Linked DNA regions of Anser cygnoides: region 1 is linked to region 2. A link is a contact called in public Hi-C data. All regions are on one chromosome and are shown on one strand. Each heading gives the region's core, a stretch centred on a gene start, on an enhancer-like site or on the middle of the called end of the contact. The rest is flanking DNA. Distances are from core to core; before and after follow the strand shown. Region 1 overlaps JADE1 (jade family PHD finger 1). Region 2 holds the start of LARP1B (La ribonucleoprotein 1B).

Region 1 (3,258 bases), core at 673-3,172, 150 kb after region 2:
GAACAAGATTAGTAAGCACAAAGATATGGTATATAATGACTTAGCCCCAAAGTCAGGCCAAGTTGTGTGCTCTTAGTTCCTTTTATTAAAGCTGAGACACCGTGCAAAAAGCACGTAAGAGTCATGAAGCTGGATGAGAAAAAGCAGGCCATTTGGCTCTGCAGCGTGGCATTGCGAAATCGGCCTTGCAGAAAGTGGAAGCACCTAACCAGTAGGTAGCCCTAGACCATCCCATCTGGCTTCACTGGGCTGAAGCCGAAGCCGTGACCTCGTTATGCAGACTGAAGCAGTTCAGATGATGCCAAAAACTGAGAGCTGCAGATTGTCAAGGAATGTTGCAATCGTGCTAAGTAAGCTCCAGCTATTCCAGAACTAGGCAGAGGAGCAGGAATTATCTGAGCTACGTTTGTAGCCTTGGACATCAAAATCCTTTGAACCTCATCTCAGTAACTCAGCACATTTTTGGCTTTTCTTGTGCTTAATGCTCTCAGTCCTGGCTTAAGTTTTCAGAGTTGAACGTGCCTGTTTTGTGCTATGGAATGTAAACAAGGGTTAGTGTAGTAGACACCTGCTAAGTATGATTTAATTTGGTGCATATGCTAGAGATAACATGCATCTTTTAAGCTGTCAACTAATTCATTGTTTGATGTTCAGGTTGAGATGATCTTCAAACTGAGTACAATGTGTTGTGTTTGATACTTCAGTTTATTAGAAAGTATCAAAGTTTAAATAGGAAGGGCTGTGTAGAATTCTCTATGATTGTAAGACCTAGGCTTATAGGGAGGGAGAAATCCCTCGTAGGGAAAAATCCTAGCTTCTGGTAATTAGTGGCACAAGCACTTATTCCCAGGGAAGAGAGAATTTCAACTCATACTTTTGCTTTCAATGGTTGTAGGTACACAGAAGGTGTTTTAAAACTAAGACAAATGTCAGTGTCGTCTTCCCTTAGCTGGGCTCGTAGAGTTCCTGACTTTACAATACCTGTATAAAATAAGTGTGTGTATGTTGTGGCCTGATTTTAGTGGTCTATTTTTTTTTCTTTTTTCTTTTTTAATGGAAAAATATAGAATTTTGTGTATGGATATCTTCGACACCTTTAAAGGATTTAAAACAGCTGATGTTGATTGCTTTCTGAAGGTTACCCTGCTTACTTGGTTAATGGGGCTCCCTCCCTGGGGACAGCGTGTGGCAGATGTACACATTTTCAATACCTACCTGTTCTGCTCGCAAGAAATGCCAGGGCTTGCCCAGCTGGTGATCTTGGTCTTTCGTTACGTTTTACAAGGTTTGGGATGTTTTTGCTGTCACTGATTTTCCTCACTGAAATCAAACCCTTGCAAACAAGCTAAGGATGATATCTGAGGCGTGTGTCAGGCACTACTGAGTGCACAATACTTGTAGCATTTTTTTAAGGCAGTCATGAAAGGTGCTTAAATTCCTTAAAGGGGGGGGGAGAGACCCCAAAGAGCCCACAGAAGCAGCTTTTTGAAAAGTATGAAATAAAATAAACACACAAAGGTAGAGCCAGATCATTGCTCGAGGCTCCAGCATCAGCATGTGGGAGAGCAAAAAAAGTCCTTTGCTCTCTCTGTGCATCTGTGCAGCCTATCAGTCAATATGTGCTTTATTACAGCTGTTATTGATCCAAAGCACTACACCGGAGTGCCAGTACAAGCTGTACTCTGGCATGTGACTGTCCGCTCTGGGGCTGGCATTCTTTCCAGTTTTCCTTAACTTATCTTCTGTAAACGCTTTTCCCTTTGCGTGCTGTGGCTGAAGGCTTTGCCTGGCTCCCTTAAGTAGTTGGGCCCGTTTCCAGAAGAGATCTGAGATACTGAGGGCTCACCTTTAGCTTTGGCCGAGGGCAGAGATGCTGCTATGGTTGGCTGAATATTTGAGAAGCCAAGTAGGCTAGAGCTGCGGTTTTGGTGGTTACGTAAGGGTACGTGTGCTTGCTGCAGGATGTGGCCGTTCCTCCCTCAGAGATACCAGATTACAAGCAGTTGGCGTGGTTACTTTGCGCCAGAGCTTGCACTTCCATGTGGAGAAAGTAACCTGCCTCAGATTGTCAAAGAAAAATAAAAGTGCAATGCTTTAAAAGCATGTCCTGGATAAAAGGGAGAGAGAAGAGAGAGAGATTCTTTTGTGACTTATGCAATTTGAGGAGCAAACACAGATGTTTACCCTGTGCCAAAATCTGCCCACATAAGCAGATCAGGCTTTTTTTTTTTTTTAATGTTGTTCTGGAAGGTCAGAGACTATTTTGTTTGCTGCAGTTTTTTTTTTTTTTTTTTTTTTTTTTTGCTTAGTGAAGCAAAGTTCACAGAGCCGGAGTAATGATTGGATTCCCAAGTTTTCTTCATTCCTCACTGTGTGCTTAGTTAAATATATTTGTGGCAGTTGCAGCTTTGAACAGTAGCAAAGAAGCTTAACTTCTAAATAAGCAATAAACTCCTTTGTCCATTTTAAAAAAAAATGTAACTTCAGAATTACTGTTGTGAATGGTATCAAATGACTCGGGCTGTTTATATCCTGAGCGTCTGCATTATGTGCACTGAAAATTTACTGCGCAGCTGGTTGAGGTTCTTCCTCTGAACATCTCTATGTACACACACTGCCACCACCTACTACTCTTGTTGCTTTTCTGGAGTCAGAAGCAGAAATTTGGTTTTAGACAGATCCAGTGTGCAAATGCACTGTTAACAAGAGTTGACCTTTTGTAGTGTGTATGATTCAAATAGCACTGAAGGATTACACTATTGTAATATGTTAGGGCTGAGTCATGACACTGAGTCTCTGCTTTGCCAGAGACCATTTTCATTTGTATCTCTTTGCCATTACGTCTCAATATCTTTATTTGCAAAATAGATAAAACGGATAGTAATTTTCCGCATCTGATAAGGTAATGTGGGTTTTCTTATGTTTGTGGTTTTTTAATACTTATTTTTTACACTGAGCATGTATTTCTGATAAGCTCTTAGCAAAGTGGAAGCATAACAACGTAGACTGTGTTGTTTGGGTATGCAAACCAGATAAAGAGTGTCAGGAAGGGCCATTTGCTGCGAGTTTATGTGGCCCACTGATATACAAGATGAACTGCCATGTTTAGCCCAATACCTCCTCCCACTCCTTTTTTTCTTTTTTTTTTTTGAGCTAGGGAGGGAGGTTAGAGCTGGACTCAACCTCCCGTGTTGTGCAAGGGTTCTTTTGTCCTGGATACCTTGAGCCTCCTATTCCTAGTCCTGTTTGGTAGTGTTG
Region 2 (3,258 bases), core at 150-2,649:
TTCTGTGTCAGCTTGGCTGTAATGATAAGTTATACAGTATTGAAAGAAGGTTTGGATAGTCCGTGGGTATGTAATTCCTCATGCACAAGTGTTACATGAGTAAAACGCTGTTATATTATGCTATAATGTTATGCAACTCTGTAATTTGCAGTGTTTGCTGAAGTGCTCCGATGCTTCTACGTGACAGAAAGCATAGCCTTTAAAGCATGAAATTGGTATTCTTGGTTTTGTGCAGGGTAAATGAGCCTCTCTTTCAAAGAAGAAATATTTGAAATAGTGTGCTCTTCAAGGAAAAACTGCCCTGGATTTTGGCAAGGAAGTCTGACTTAGAGTGCTAAAAAGTAACAAGAGGGATGGTAACAACTAGACAAAGAGTTAGGGGTGAGTCTTAGGCAACTTGAGAGGTTCTTTACAGACTTTTGTATACTTACATACAATTAAGTATACAGTAAGTCCTCTTTTACCACAGAGTTAGCAAAACAAGTACTTGCAAACTCCTGTCAAGCCACCATGTTACTGGCTGCCTTTACTCATATAGTTAATTCTGAATCACTTTCTTGCCTTTTCCCTGGTCTTTTCAGATCCCTGTACTGCGGTGTCGGGGTGTTCCTGAAGTCCTGGCTTGGCCTACAGTTCTGCTGCCTTCTCTTCTAGCCCTTGTGTGAGGAAAAAAAACCAGGATGGTTAATGCCCTTCTCGCCACTGCCTAGGTAGGGCCTCTGCGTGTTCACACCGCTCTAACAACAGTCTTCATTGCCTCTGCATAACCTCGGAGTTTGGGGCACCAAATAAAAGATGGGGAAAGTGTTTTGAGCGAGTAACATGACTGATAACGCCTGTTTTCAGGAGTGTAGGTGTAGGTGGGTGTAGATAGTGCCCTTCCTTTTTCCTGAGCAAAACTTCATTAAGAATTCTTGCCTTTGCTTCAAATAAATTGTCACTGTGACATGCTCATGGTGTGTCCTCAACTCGTGCATTTATTGCACCTGAATAAATGCAGTTCTTAGTTGTGGAGAAGAATGCTTCTAAGAGTTCGAAAACTTGCTTTAATCTTAGTCATGCTACCTTTTTTCTTGGTGTAAAATAAAAAATGAAGAAAGAGTAATTTTTCATCACCTGTTGTACAAGAAGTGCTTAGAAGCAGTTGTAATTTTTTTTTCTGTTTATGGAAGGATCTCCCTTATTACCGGTATTTTGAGCTTCAGTTACAGAAACGTGCATTATTTATTGTGGGTTGTCTAAACTCTATCCAGTGTCGTTAAAGCAGCGACTAACGCTGCCCCAACCAAAATCGAATCGAGTTTGCCGACACCAAACCCCGGGTGTTTTTAGAGACACTACTTTGCAAACTACCCGGCTGGTGTCACAGAAGTGCCTTTAGGAACGTACTTAGTTGACTGCGGCGCTGCTGGCAGCGCTCTGGGGGAGGTTTGAGGCGGCGGTGCCCCGGCCGCGCTCTGCCGCCTCAGCCCCTTGCGGGGCCGGGCCGGGCCGGGGCGCGCTGCGCGTTACTCTGAGCTGGGGGGGGGCAACGGCCGCTGTGAGGTCACGGCGCCCCGCCCCTTCCTCCCGTGTCCCCCCCGCGGTGGGGCCGGCAGCGCTCGGCCCGCCCGCCCGCTGGTGCCCCGCTGGTGCCGGCGGCGGGGGGCCGTCGCCCCGTGCGCGGAGCGGAGCGGGGCCGAGGGAGCGGGGCGGGCAGGGCCGGGCCGGGCCGGGCAGGGCGGGGGATCCCAGCACGGAGGCGGAGCGGGGCGGCGGCCAGGGGCGGGCAGTGGCAGGCTCCCCCGCCTCGGCTTCCCCGCGGCTGCCCCGGAGCCTTCCCCCGCGGGCCGCCCCCCGCAGCCGGGCCGGGCAGGGCATGGCCGCCGCGCACGTCTCCGCCGCGCCCGCCCAGCGCCGCGGCTGGGGCGCCCGGAGCCGGCCCGGCCCCGCGGAGGGCGAGCGCGGGGAGGCCGCGGAGCAGAGCGGCGACTGGCGGCAGCCCGAGCCCGAGGCGGACGAGAGGCGGCGGCGGGCGGCGGTGGAAGCCCCGGCGCCCAAGGAGAACGCGTGGACGAGGCGCAGGGCGGCGCGGGACGGCGGGGACACGGACGCGGCCGAGACCGCCGGCCTGCGGGACCCAGGTGCGGCGCCCTCCGAGCGGCGGGGCGGCCCCGGGGCCCTGCTCGCCTCCCCCGGCTGCTGCTCGCCGGGCCGGGCCGGGCCGGGCCGGGCGGGAGCGGTTGCCGCAGGCCGCGGGGCGGGCAACGGGCAGCTGCCGAGCGGCGGCCCCGTGCGGCTTCGCTGGCGCGTGGGAGCTTTGCGGAGTCCCGCCGGCTTCCTTGGCTTGTGCGCCTTGGTTTTGTGCTCTGTGCGTGCGTTCTTTCTCTGTTGTGCAGCCCCTCTCTTCGGTCCGCCGCTGGGTTTTGCTTTTCACGCGGTGTGGGTTGCGAAGGCTCGGCGTGGCAGCGCATGTAGTGACTTTGCTCGCGCTGCGGATTCAAACCGCTTATGTGGAGCGAGGTGGGGTGAGGGTAGCCAGGGTGCAATTTTCTGGTGGCCTTTAATCACCGCCACATGTAAGGTAAAGCTGCTTGAGAGGCTCCGTATTGACTAAGCAGGCAGATCTCAGACCTGACTTGAAATTGCCGGGCTCTGTGCTTAGGCCACTGCAGCGTTCCTCGAAGTTAGCAACTTCTTGGAGTATTGTTCTTGGCTAGAAGCAAGCCAGCAACCTCAAAACCCATACTTCAGCATGTGTTTCCCGAGAATCTCGGTCTCTGCACTTGCTCCTGAAGGCACCTGACAAACCTTCCTGTGTTCCGACAGTCGCTTTTATCCTTAAATTAACCGTGTGCTTCCTTCACAAAGAGAAGTATAGCCTTTTATGGTTTCAAGTATGCCGATCATGCAAGCAGACAAAAGGGTTCTCCAGACCACAGGTTCTTTATTTAGCTGAAGATCAAACCTTTTGGCAACACGTACAGTCATCTTTATCATCTTGACTGTTTTGTTTGTGTGTACTGACGCGCTCATAAATACCGACTTACGCGTAGCTTCTACAATCCAGCTTGCTGGGCAGCAGCTTGCAGTCTTGTCCATACATGAAAGAGAACTTGTCACTCCTTTGGGTTGCTGGGGCAGTAACAATAATAATACACCAGAAGCTTTTTTTTGTTATATTAACACCTTGTGGTCCTGCTCAGGCCTCAGCTGAAGATGCTGCTTTTTCTGCAGAGTTTACTACCCAATTTAAGACAAAACACAAAAATAATTATT

What was found. Hi-C and Micro-C count contacts between places; a contact is called where the count stands out from the background.
Region 1: a Hi-C map of liver shows a contact between it and region 2, with 15 times the contacts expected there. The contact joins the enhancer-like site here to the promoter of LARP1B in region 2. A contact is called at or near these places in 2 of 7 Hi-C or Micro-C datasets (both in liver).

Annotation. Positions count from the first base shown.
Region 1 is chr4:36,785,474-36,788,731 of Taihu_goose_T2T_genome, forward strand. All of the region lies in intron 1 of JADE1 (jade family PHD finger 1), which reads left to right. Among named protein-coding and RNA genes, the nearest start is that of JADE1, 57 kb to the left of the region's middle. Within about 2 kb of position 1,923, at least 3 of the 3 cell types and tissues checked have open chromatin away from gene starts, as enhancers often do. A contact at or near this core is called in liver, where this site is marked.
Region 2 is chr4:36,632,988-36,636,245 of Taihu_goose_T2T_genome, forward strand. It overlaps LARP1B (La ribonucleoprotein 1B), which reads left to right and starts at 1,400. Exons shown (of 19, transcript XM_066995982.1): 1 at 1,400-2,123. The coding sequence starts at 1,859.